Regions from separate parts of the Pan troglodytes genome. Here region 2 is linked to region 1. The links are chromatin contacts, called in public capture Hi-C maps. All regions are on one chromosome and are shown on one strand. The core of a region is the stretch at or near the end of the contact, and the rest is flanking DNA. Distances in the headings are between cores, read along the strand shown. Region 1 overlaps NPAS2 (neuronal PAS domain protein 2). Region 2 has its middle 86 kb from the start of NPAS2.

What was found. Capture Hi-C pulls out chosen DNA fragments and counts their contacts.
Region 2: a capture Hi-C map of stem cell-derived neural stem cells shows a contact between it and region 1, with 4 times the contacts expected there. The contact joins two enhancer-like sites. A contact is called at or near these places in 4 of 7 Hi-C or Micro-C datasets (blood, induced pluripotent stem cells and stem cell-derived neural progenitor cells) and 1 of 1 other capture datasets (stem cell-derived neural stem cells).

The regions. Positions count from the first base shown.
Region 1 is chr12:21,951,436-21,957,440 of NHGRI_mPanTro3-v2.0_pri, reverse strand. NPAS2 (neuronal PAS domain protein 2) reads left to right here. Exons shown (of 21, transcript XM_003309165.5): 16 at 2,972-3,118. Among named protein-coding and RNA genes, the nearest start is that of RPL31, 20 kb to the right of the region's middle. Within about 2 kb of position 2,145, at least 6 of the 24 cell types and tissues checked have an H3K27ac peak or open chromatin away from gene starts, as enhancers often do. A contact at or near this core is called in stem cell-derived neural stem cells, where this site is marked.
Region 2 is chr12:22,199,279-22,205,283 of NHGRI_mPanTro3-v2.0_pri, reverse strand. No RefSeq gene overlaps it. Among named protein-coding and RNA genes, the nearest start is that of NPAS2, 86 kb to the right of the region's middle. Within about 2 kb of position 2,508, at least 6 of the 24 cell types and tissues checked have an H3K27ac peak or open chromatin away from gene starts, as enhancers often do. A contact at or near this core is called in stem cell-derived neural stem cells, where this site is marked.

The DNA of each region.
Region 1 (6,005 bases), core at 896-3,395:
AGGCCAAAAGAAAAAAAACCTGAATACTGTTTTTCTCTTTAAATTTCCAAGGCCTATTTGGTAAGAAATTAGTAACCTTTTAATCCAAAGGGGCATAAAATGAAAATGTCTTTAACTTCTGGGTCTTGCATTATAAAGAATGTCTGTGTTTATAAGACACAACAGTGTGATGCAGTCTCTTTTGGAATTCTGATTTTTCATTTATTGAACTTCTTAGTCTGTCATGTGTACTATATTTAATTATATATATATATATATATATATATTTTTTTTTTTTTTTTTTTTTCAAGACGGAGTTTCACTCTTTTTGCCCAGGCTGGAGTGCAATGGCAGCATCTTGGCTCATGGCAACCTCCACCTCCTGGGTTCCAGCGATTCTTCTGCCTCAGCCTCCCAAGTAGCTGGGATTACAGGAATGCACCACTACACCCAGCTAATTTTGTATTTTTTGTAGAGACGGGGTTTCGCTGTGTTGGCCAGGCTGGTCTTGAATTCCTGACCTCAGGTGATCCGCCCACCTCAGCCTCCCAAAGTGCTGGGATTACAGGCATGAGCCACCGCGCCCAGCCAATAACTATATTCTTTAAGACATCCCTGCATAATACTGACTTTCCAAGTCACACAGTTCTTCCCACTTCATGTGAAATACCCACTTCATGTGAAACAACGAGATTCTGGGATTTTTCTCTCATTCCCCTCACCCTTCAGGGAAAGAAGGGAAAAATGAAATCCAAAATCTGAGGAGCGGTTATCTGGGTAACTGGTGGTTTTCCAAAAAGCCTCTTTCTTCATACTATGGTTCTAAAATGTCTTTAAATTAGAGTAGCTCTCTTTATCAAAAACATCACCATCAAGAAGGTAAGGAGGGCCTAATGATGGGGTGTCTGGGAGGCCTTGAAAAAATCCGAATAACGTGAGAGGCAGCCACCATCTCCTAACCCAGCCCATCGCCACTCCCTTTCCAAGCCAACTCGGCACCCATGAGCCGCCTCCACTGCAGGTGGAAGGGGCAACGCTGAGTTTCCCGACTTTGTAGAACCTGCCAGAGAAGCTTTTGTGTTTCGTTAAATACTTGGAATAGCTCGTTTGCTTTCTCCGTTGAATTCTCTTTCAAAATCCTCACAGAGTGGTCTGATTAGTCACAATCTGACTGGGATTTTTGTGAGTCTGGGATAGCGCAGGTTTTTTTTTAATTTTTGTTATTTTTGTTTATACATATATTTTTTGAGACGGAGTCTCACTCTGTTGCCCAGGCTGGAGTGCAGTTGTGCAATCTCGGCTCACTGCAACCTCTGCCTCCCGGATTCAAGCAATTCTCCTGCCTCAGCCTCCCGAGTAGCTGGGATTACGGGTGCCTACCACCACGCCTGGCTAATTTTTGTATTTTTTAGTGGAGATGGGGTTTTGCCATGTTGGCCAGGCTGGTCTCAAACTCTTGATCTCAGGTGATCCGCCCACCTCGGCCTCTCAAAGTGCTGGGATTACAGGCATGAGTCACCACCCCAGGCCCAGCACAGGTATTTTTAAATGCATGGGTAGCAACAGAACCTTCCTTTTAAAGGAAGTCTGAGGTCAAAGCCACTCTGGTCAAGATGGGAGTGTCTTGTGGGCAAAACTTCTTGGCCTTGCTCAGCTCCTAAGACTTGGGATTTACATGTTGGTGCTGCCACCATCTCGCTGTGTGACTTCCAGCAGGGTGCAGCCTCTTGGGGTGGCATGGGCTCGTCGTGAAGAAGCACAACACACGTACCTCTACTTGCCTGGGGCAGCAGCTGGCACCTGAGGGTCTCTGCACATGTCAGCACCTGCTATTCTTACTCTTACTGGTTCTTTTTATTATTATTTTGCTGCTTCAAAAGCTATGCTTTCAGTTATTTCATCCTGTTTCTCAACTCTCCTGCTCTCCTTGCCTCCCTGTGTCTGGGAGGTCAAAGGGCAGAGGAAAAGAGAGAGGCCCTGGGGGCATTTGCAAAAGACAGCGGGCAGGAAACAGACTAGGGAGATTGTTGGGCTAGAGATTGAGGGAATGGGGGTTAAGTCATGGTAAAAAGGGAGAAAGAGAAAAACAGAATGAATCTAGCAAACTCATTTGCCTCAAGATATGGGAGTCATAGCCCCGAAGAGCCCAGAGCAGGGGCTGCAGGCCCCTCCTGCCATCCCTCCCAAACAGTGTTTCCTGGAAGCGGAGGAGCCTGTGTTGAGGGAGACGGGACAGGAGGCAGAGACTACCTGCAAGTTTCCTAAGGCCAGCCTCCTTCCCCAGAAAGGATTAAGGGTCCAAAGGAAGGGGAGACCCAAAACAATCACCGTGTCTTTACCCCGAGGTCAGTCACACTGGAGAGGGGGCCCTCGGGCAAAGACTGGGTGATTGTTTTGTTCGTTTTTTGCACAGATTTCCAAGACGTGCATAGTAGCAAGTAAGGCTGGAGAGGGGAGGGTGAGGGGGAATGATAAGTTCTTGGTGATCCCAGGCTGTTTTGGAGAGAGCCAGGATCAGATTTAGGATAATGACCGGACCCAAAAATGCCTGTGAAGCTGTCACATACAAACTGCTATGCCCTAAATGAGGGGGAAAAGGGACTCTCTGATGCCCTGCTTTTGACATTCATCTCCAGAACGATTTGTTCATCTCTCTAAATTTGGAATATCAGTTTGTGAACATTGCTTACAAAATCCTGTCCCAATTCTGTGGCCCTCCCGGACTGCAGGGCAGTAAGTCAGGTCTGCAGATTCAGGCGGGCCTGCTGTCATAGCCAGCTTGAGAAAGACTGGCACAGGGGCCCCCAGGATGCCCAGACCTCATCTGCAGCCCCTGTTCACTGCCCAGGACCCAGCCGTGGGCTCCTTAGGGATGCTGGGAAAGACGGCTAAGGGACGGAAATGAAGTGTACAGACCGAGCAGCAGCAAGATCTGCCTGCAAGGCTGAAATAACTCTTTCATCTGGTTATGTTTTTCGGCTCCACCTTGAAGTTTTCGGCACAGTTCAGCATGTTCCAGACCATCAAAGACCAGCTAGAGCAGCGGACGCGGATCCTGCAGGCCAATATCCGGTGGCAACAGGAAGAGCTCCACAAGATCCAGGAGCAGCTCTGCCTGGTCCAGGACTCCAATGTCCAGGTGATCCCCTTCCCGGGCTGGCCTCTGTCCCTGCTGCTGTGTGGGAAGGGGTCCTGCCGCCATTTCCGGGCAGCCAGGACTTCCTCCCAAGCCCTGTGCACTGCCCTGCCAAGCCCCATTTGCTTATGAAAGCATATTGCAGTCTCTGCAAAGGACAAGGAACAAATCCCGGTCCCCATCCCTGCCTCCAGGCCACACCCCTGATGTCCTCTTCCCTCGCCCCTCACTCTGGCAGACACATCTGCTCGCTGCCTCCACCTCCGTTTGCACTTGTGCACTTGGCGTTGGATTGCCCTGCATGGATGCCTGCCTCGGTCCTGGGTAGTACCTCCCTGCACCTCTATAACTTTGCTTTCCTAGCTCCCAGCCCAGGCTGCCATCAGGAGGAGATGGACGCAGCTCTGTTGTTTCTCATCCAACGCAGGCATCCAGGGAGATGTGGGAAATGATGATATCCATATCACAGCCTACTGGGGACTGCAGAGGGAGCTGGGTGGCACCCCATTTGTGGTGTGCCAGCAGGGAAGCTCTGCAAGGCCTAGCAGCAGCAGCTCTCACTGTGACCCCCAGATATTAGAATTGTTTGGAGAGGTGTTGTTTTGTTTTGTTTTTTGTTTTGTTTTGGAGGAAAACCTTTACGTATTGGATCTCTCTTAATAATACATGATGTTTTACTTATATTAGTCCAGGACTGTGTATCTTCAGAAGTGCCTGATTCTGACCCAGCCTTTGATTGTAAATGTAACTCTAGCTAACCTTGGCGTCTGCCCTGGGAGCGCTAAGCATTTGGAGACCCTTAGAAGGGACAGAAAGAAGCAGAAATAACATCTCTGCCGGAGCACTGTCCCTGTTGCTTCCCCCATCACCATCTACGCAGACCCTCCCCTGGCCACACAGCTTCCGAAGTGCAGCCACACCTACCATAGGCGACAGGCGGGTTCTGTCGGGGCACAGCGCCCTGAGCCGGTGCACGCTGAGATTAATACGCAGTGGTGCAGGTGTCTGGGGGCTTAGGGAGATGCTCGTTTGGCCATCCTGCCTCGCTGAGGTCCCAGCAGCTCCGCCTGGCCCTCAGGGGCACTCCTGGTGGCTTTCTAGATGCTCACTGTCCCTCCCCTTCCTGCCCCTGCACAGGCCTCTCAGAGGTGGCTGCTCACCTTAAAGAGAAGAGCCCCGCCCTGGACAGGCCACCTCCCCACCTGCTCCCCTCAAGACACGGCGTGTGCGCCTTGAGCAGGCTTCACTCAGACAGCCTGGGCCATGCCAGAGCCCTGCTGCTCTCCCCACCTCCTCAGTGCACCCTTAAATTGACCAGGAAAAGGCTCGGCCTTCTCGTGAAAAGAAATGGAGTCACCGAGCTGCCATTCCACCTTTTACCAGAATAGGTAAAAAGTGGCTTTTGACTTACGCCTTCCCAGCTGGAATATTTTTCTCACTGATCCAGGGCCTGACTGGGAGCCCGATGCTTGCCTGACTCCAATTACTTTAATGGAATTTTTACACTAACAGGAAGGGGGAAATCGAGCCAGAAACTGCTAAAATTGAGGTAGGCGTATGAACATCCCCCTCAGTGCCTGGAGTTTTTCTACTTCCTGCCTTTTCTGAATTTTAAAATAACAGGCAGCAAGGTTATCGCTTTCACTCCTGTTATAACAAAGTATTTTTCCTCCTTGTGACCCATGCCTTTGGTTAACCCCAAAGTACCTATGCCACAGTGCACTGAGGGACGTTCTGAGCTGGCCGGCATGGGAATTGCACCCTCCGGTGCCTTCCTGCCCTGTGTTCATTCCTGAGGCTTTATCTTTGCAGTGGAATTTTCCAGAGATCATGGAAATCCACAGATAGTCAAGACAGAGGATATTTCCTCAAGGAGCCTGCCTTGTTTTTTTGTAAGACTTAAAGAAATATGTTCCAAAATGTGATATTTGTTTTTTTTAAACTAAACTGTGTGATTCAAGTGTGAAGAATAAGCAAGTAGAAATGACTCCAGCCCACCCCCAAAAGTAGAGGGATAGATAAAATAAGAATGACAAAACACTGATGATTGTTGAAGCCTAATGGTGATGCCAAGGTTTCATTATATTACTTGTCTATTTTGTATACTTCTAAAATGTCCTGTAATGACAAGTATTTGTAGAAATAAGCAGATAACACTAATGAAAAATCATCTGTGAGTGTAGGATTGGTTTGTTCTTGAAAATTAGAAGTTGTTGGTTTGTTTTCTCTGATAACTTTTCCCACTTGGAGAACTTTTTTTTTTTTTTATGTTTTCTATAAAGTTGACCTCAGAGCCCTTTTAAGTCACCATCTCCTTAAGCCACAAAATTCTACTTTATTGTTGATAAACAGAAGTACGGCTGTGCCCAGCAGCAAACCAGGAACCAGTCCCCCACCCCGTGGCCTTTATCCCAACCTCAGTGGACTTGTGATGCTTTACTTCATTGCTTCAAAACTTTCGTCGAGGCTATATGTGCCTGTGATGCTTACTATTTTTTTTTTTTTTTCAAAAAAACGTTGGGTTATGAGGAAGAAGTCCTGAAGGGCTGTTGGTGTTTGCACCTGGATGGGGTCATGAAAATGGGGCTACCTGGACAAGAGCTGTTGTGCTGAAAGGCCCATCATCGCCCCCTCCAAGGCTGCCTCTTGCTCTTTTTGAGAGCATGCGCACCCTCTGCTGGCTGCTCAAAGGAATGCCTAGAAGGACACCTGTAGCAATGGCAAATGACGTGTTCCTCAACTGGTTCATCCATCCATCTATCCATCCTTCCTTCCATCCAGCCATCATCTATCCATCCTTCCATCCAGCCATCATCTGTCCATCCTTCCATCCGTCCTTCCATCCAGCCACCATCTATCCATCCTTCCATCCATCCTTCCTTCCATCCAG
Region 2 (6,005 bases), core at 1,259-3,758, 250 kb before region 1:
GTTCAAGTCCTAGCTTTGCTTCTTCCTACCTGTGTAACCTTGGGCAGGTGTGTAAACTTGTCTGAATTTCAATTTCCGCTTCTCTAAAATGAGAACAGATAGTAGCACCTCCCTCTTAAGCTTGTTGTGAGAATTAAACATGATGATACATGTGAAGTGATATAGAGCCTGGCACATAATACGTACTCCATAAATGGGTGCTATTGCATCATCCATTCATGCATCATGTGTAAATTAAGTGTCTACTATATGCCTGGCACCTTTCTAGGCAATGGCAACATAGCAGTGAGTGACACAATAAAGATCTTTGCTCTCATGAATCTTACTTTCTACTTGAGGAGGAGGACAATAAACACAATGTTTAAATAACAGTAGATCTGATGCAATTAAGATGGAAAGAGAGTGACTTATTGTTAGTCATAACAATAGCTTTGTCCTGTGTGAGGATGGTTGGATTCAGTTGCCTCCCTCAGTCCTGCCAGGGTTCATGTAGACAGCTGGGCAGGGCTGGTGTGGGCAGTGAGGACATGAGTGGACACTACACAGAATTCGTACAGTGAACAACTTTGTGAGCCATGGCAGGTGTCCCACTGTGAAACATGGCTGAAACCTTCACCTGCCGGACCCCTGGGATCACAGGGCAAGAGGAGGAGCCTAGGTTTCCAAGGACACAGGCATGAGGCAGAAGTCTGGAGTACACTAACAAGGTTTCAGATTTCCTGGGCCCTCCCATAAGAGCCCAACTGGCCCCATTTGGGGACCAGTAGCAAACAGAGTTAATTTTTCTTAACTAGTGGATGACAGGGTGTTTCGATTCAGAACGAATTTCTCAATCCATACATCAAGAACTCAACAGCAGTTCTCATCCCTGCTTTTCTTCAGAATCACTTTTAAATCTATGAAAATGACATCACCCAAACCGTCACATCCCAGAAAGTCTGATTAGTGCAGCTCAGGGATGGAAACTGGGCATTCTTGCAATGCAATGTTCCAAGGTGATTTAAATGTGCGCTCAATGTTTGGAACCACTGATTTCACCCTTAAACCAAATCACAAAGCACTTCATGCCCCCAGACAGTCATGGTCCAAATGCTGCACCATGGTAGGGTCAGCTTGCAATCTCCCTCCGCAGAGTTTGGCGAAGGGTGGCCACAGTAAAGGATTAGAAACATTCCCATGGGAGAAGCAGGCTTGTTCCCACCGACTTCCTCAGTCATGCCGTCTTTCTAGTGAGCGTTCTTCCTCCTCTCCGTGGCCTCTCCAAGGTTCAACCAATCTTCAGTCTCTCTACATCCAAATCCTCTTCTGGGGCAATAGCAGCCCACAAAGCCTCTGCTTTCTTTGAAATCTGGCCCCTCTTAATAGTAACAGGACTTTCCAGCTTATAAAGTACCATGGCATTTATTTTGGCATTTAACTTTCCAAGCACCCTATTAAACAGATAAAATTATTTTACAAAGGGAGAGGCCACAACTTTAGAATACTAAGTGATTCACAAAGCCTCCTTAGCCCATAACTGGCAGGTCTGGGACCTACGTCTCCATTTTCCAAAGTGTTCTCAATTTCTCCCCAACCTGGCCAGTTCTCTTACGAAGTGTCCCAGCACCTGACCATTTAACTTCCATAAGCGTCAAGATTGTCAGTTTAACCTTTCTAAATGCTCGATCACAAAAATCACATTGTTTGCCTCTTCTGTCGCTCATCGTGTTAATTCGTTCATTATAGTACCCATTTAAATGAATTTATTAAATATAAATTATTCACCTAGTGTCAGCTGAAAATGATGTTATCTACCAAAAAAAAATCAAAACGTATTTTCTGGAAAAGAGACTGACTACACAAAGCAATGCACACTTTTCTAACTTTAGTTCGAAATCCTAAATTCAGAGAGTTGACAACAACATGAGCCAGGGTGAGCTGACCTTTCCCGGTTGCTTTGCTGCAAGCACAGGGTTGTGAGGGTTTGGGGTCACGAGGGTTTGGGTACTGTCATATTTTTAACAGGGCCCTTCATGGAATTGAGTCTTTCCACACATAAGCTCCTGCACTGGCATTCATTTAGTATAGGTGCTAAAAGGTCTCAGAAGAGCAGTAAAGCACTTTCTCTGGAAGGTCACTGGCCCCGTCTTTAACATTCCCTTGCAGAAAAATTATAAATGAGTCATCGAAGACACTGAATCACGTGGAAGAGACTTTCAAATAATTTGCACATTGAATAAAAAGACACTGCCTTTACCTCATCCCCAGGATGAATTCTTGGGGCCCATCACTTTAAAGTGCCTTGATAGAAATTATCAGAACTCAATTAATTAGGCAATTGTTAATTTCATTCAAATCCGAAGGTCAGTGGCACAATAGGGCTTGGCATAGGTTCCTATGCTTCTTTCACGTGGCTCAGATTTCCTCATCATTCACAGCAGTTAGAGAAGCAGCTCTGTTGCAAGGAGGGAACGGGGTGGGGGTGAGGCGGGGGGAGCTGCCAGCTGTGGCATTGTGTGGACCAGGAGATATTTCCAATTAGGCGAGAGTGGGAGGTTGCCTCATGAGAGATAGGAAGATGACTACTCCCTTGCACTACAAAAGGGAAGAGAATTTGACTCTCTAGGGAGAGTTCGCAGTTGAGAAATGGCTGCATTTCCACTCAGTTGCCTGAAAGGACTCCCTGCAGCAGGTCAAAATACAGAACTTCTCTTCCCTGCCGCTGAGCTGAGGCTGAGCTGAAGCTGAGCATGGTGAGATCACAGGGGACGCTGCAGTTCCCAGAGCCCCCCGGCTGCTGCCTATCTCTGTACCTTTGCAGAGTCTCTCCCCCTGCCCTGGATGGGACCAACAGCGGATTAGACACTGCAGAAGAAAAGAGGTGTGAACCCAAAGGTGAAGACGTAGCAAAAAAAGAAACAAGACAAAACAAAAAACTATCCAAAATGTAGAATAGAAAGAGAAAAAAAACTTTTAAAAATGAACAAAATATCAGTGACTTGTGAGACAAATCAGGCAGTCTAATATATTCACAATTGGAATTCCAAAAAAAGGGGAAAATGTAGAGGGGAAAATACATGAAGAAATAATTTTTTCCAAATTTTGCAAAAACTATAAATCTTGAGATCCATGAAGATCACCAAGCCCAGGAGGATAAATACAAAGAACACGACACCAGGTGAACGTCATAATCAAATTCCTGAAACCGAGTCCTGGAAAGATTATCTTCCGGACAACCAGGCAAAAATGACACTACACACAAAGAAACAAAGACAGGAATCACAGTAAATGCCTAGTAAGAAATTATTAAGAACACAAGAGACTGGAACAAAGTATTTTAAGATGACAAAAAAGAGTCACCCTAGAATTATATACCCGGTAAATATCTTCTAAATGAAAAAAAAAAATTGGAGACTTTCAGACAAAAAAAAAAAAAAAAGCTAATTCTTCATCAGCAGCCCTGCACCATGAGAAGTGGTAAATAAAGTCCTTCAAGGTGAAGGAAAATGATACCAGATGGGAACTTGGATCTACACAAAGAAGCGAGAAGCAACAGAAAATTGAAATATGTGATAAATAAAAATACTCTAGACTGGACACCATGGCTCATGCCTGCAATCCCAGCACTTTGGGAGGCCAAAGAAGGAGGATTCCTCTAGCCCAGGGGTTCAAGACCAGTCTGGGCAACATAGGGAGATCCAATCTCCATAAAAAATAAAAATAAAAATACTTTTTTCTTATTATAATTTTTAAAAATTCCTTAAAAGGTAATTGTTTAAAGTAAAAATAACAATATATTGTGAGGTTTATAACATAAGTGGAATTAAATACATAATAATAACACAAAAGATGTCGGGAAGGGAAGTATATTATAAGGTCCTTATATGTGAGGAGGTATGATATCTCCTTTTTTTTTTTTTTTTTGAGACAGGCTCTCGCTATGACACCCAGGCTGGAGGGCAATGGCGCAATGACAGCTCACTGCAGCCTCAAACTCTGGAGCTCAAGAGATCCTCCCACCTTGGCCTCCCAAAGCACTTACAGGTGTAAGCCACCATGCCTGGCCGATATGATATTAATTAAAGGTAGACTTTATAATTAAAGAAGAATATGATAAATCCTAGAACAACCACAAAACAAAATGAAAGATATAGCTAATAAGCCAATGGTAAAATAATGAAATAAATTCAATACAAAATCAGGAGGGAAAGAGAAAAAACGGATAAAGAAGAGATGAAAAATATTTTTAAAAATTAAAAACAAATAACAAGATGGTAAAATTAATCCCAAATCACATCAATAATTACATTAAATATAGTCAACCTATTCTGTCTAGTACACAAACCACTAGCCACGTGGGGCTATTGAAATTAAGTTAAGGCTGGGTGCAATGGCTCATGTCTGTAATCCCAGCATTTTGGGAGGCCAAAGCAGACAGATGGCTTGAGCCCAGGAGTTCAAGACCAGCCTGGGCACAATGGTGGAACCCAGGCTCTACAAAAAAAATTAAAATATTAGCTGGGCACGGTGGCGTGCGCCTGTAATCCCAGCTACGCTTGAGCCTGGGTTGGTGAGGCTGCAATGAGTCAAGATCGCACCACTGCATTGCAGCCTGTGTGACAGAGTGAGACTCTGTCAAAAAAAAAAAAGAAAAAGAAAAGAAATTAACTTAAACTTTAATAAGATCAATTTAGTTCCTCAGTCACTGTGGCCATATTTCAAGTGCTCAGTAGCCATCTGGTTAGTGGGTAGCATATTAGACGGAACATTTATAACATTTTCATTATCACAGAAAGGTCTATTGAAAAGGGTTAGTCTAAGCACTCCAATTAAAAGCAAAGATTATAAGACTGAGTGAAAAAGCAAGAACTATTATTCAAGGGAACACACACACACACACACACAGAGAGAGAGATCAAAAGTTAAAGAATATAGAAAAGCTATACCATGCCAACACTATTCATAAGAAAGCTGGAGTAGTTCTATTCATGTCAGACAAAGACATTCTTCAGACTTCCAAACAAGGCATAAACCAAAGACAAAGAGGAATATTTCAAAAACGATAAACAGATCAATTTAGCAAGAATACTTAACAACACTAAAAATGTTTGTACCCAATAGCAGAGATTCAAAACCCATGAAACACTGCACAGGATTTTCCTTCCTGCATGAAACAACATAAAACACTAGACAAAATACGTGAAACAATGGCTTTTGAGACATCGGATCAGGCAACAAAGGACAACAATCCCTGAGAGACAGGAAACCAATGAGGTGAGGCCTATAATTGCCTGTCTTATTGCCTGAAGAGGGTCTCCAGGCCCTGGTGCAGGGATGGGGCACACAGCTAGAACCTAGTGGATTCCCTGAGTGGAAGAGTTGGAGCTGATGGCCCAGGGAGAGGACAGAGGCGAGAGATTACAGGGCAGACTGCCAGAGAGGAGAGAGCTGCAGAGAGGACTCTGGAGGTCTGCAGGCTCCTCATCAACTACTGATAGAGCACTGGTCAGTGAAATGGGTGAGGCTAGAGAAGGAACCGCCCAAAAAGATGAGGGGGAACATTACCTAGAGCTCACACCAGGACAGAAATGGTGTTTATTCTAACCAGCCGGACGTGAAAACCTCATATGAGAGAGGTGATGGAGAGAACACTTGGAAGGGTCTTGCCTATAGAGTGGGTAAAAACTAGCCCTAAAATGGTTTCACAGGGCTGGACATATGTCAAAATGTATCAGTATACACTTAAATATGCACAATTTATGGTGTCATTATAGCTCAATAAAGCCAAAAGATAAGAAAATACATGAACAACTTTATGCCAATAAATTCAACAACCATAAATAAAATGGAAAAATTCCTTGAAAAACACAAGTACCAAAATTGTCTCAAGAAAAAAAATAGACAGTCGAATAATTCTATGTCTATGTAAGCAATTGAATTCATAATTACAACATTCTCACAAAGAAAATCACAAGCACAGATGACTTTACTGGCAGATTTTCTGAACGACTTAAAGAAGAAACACC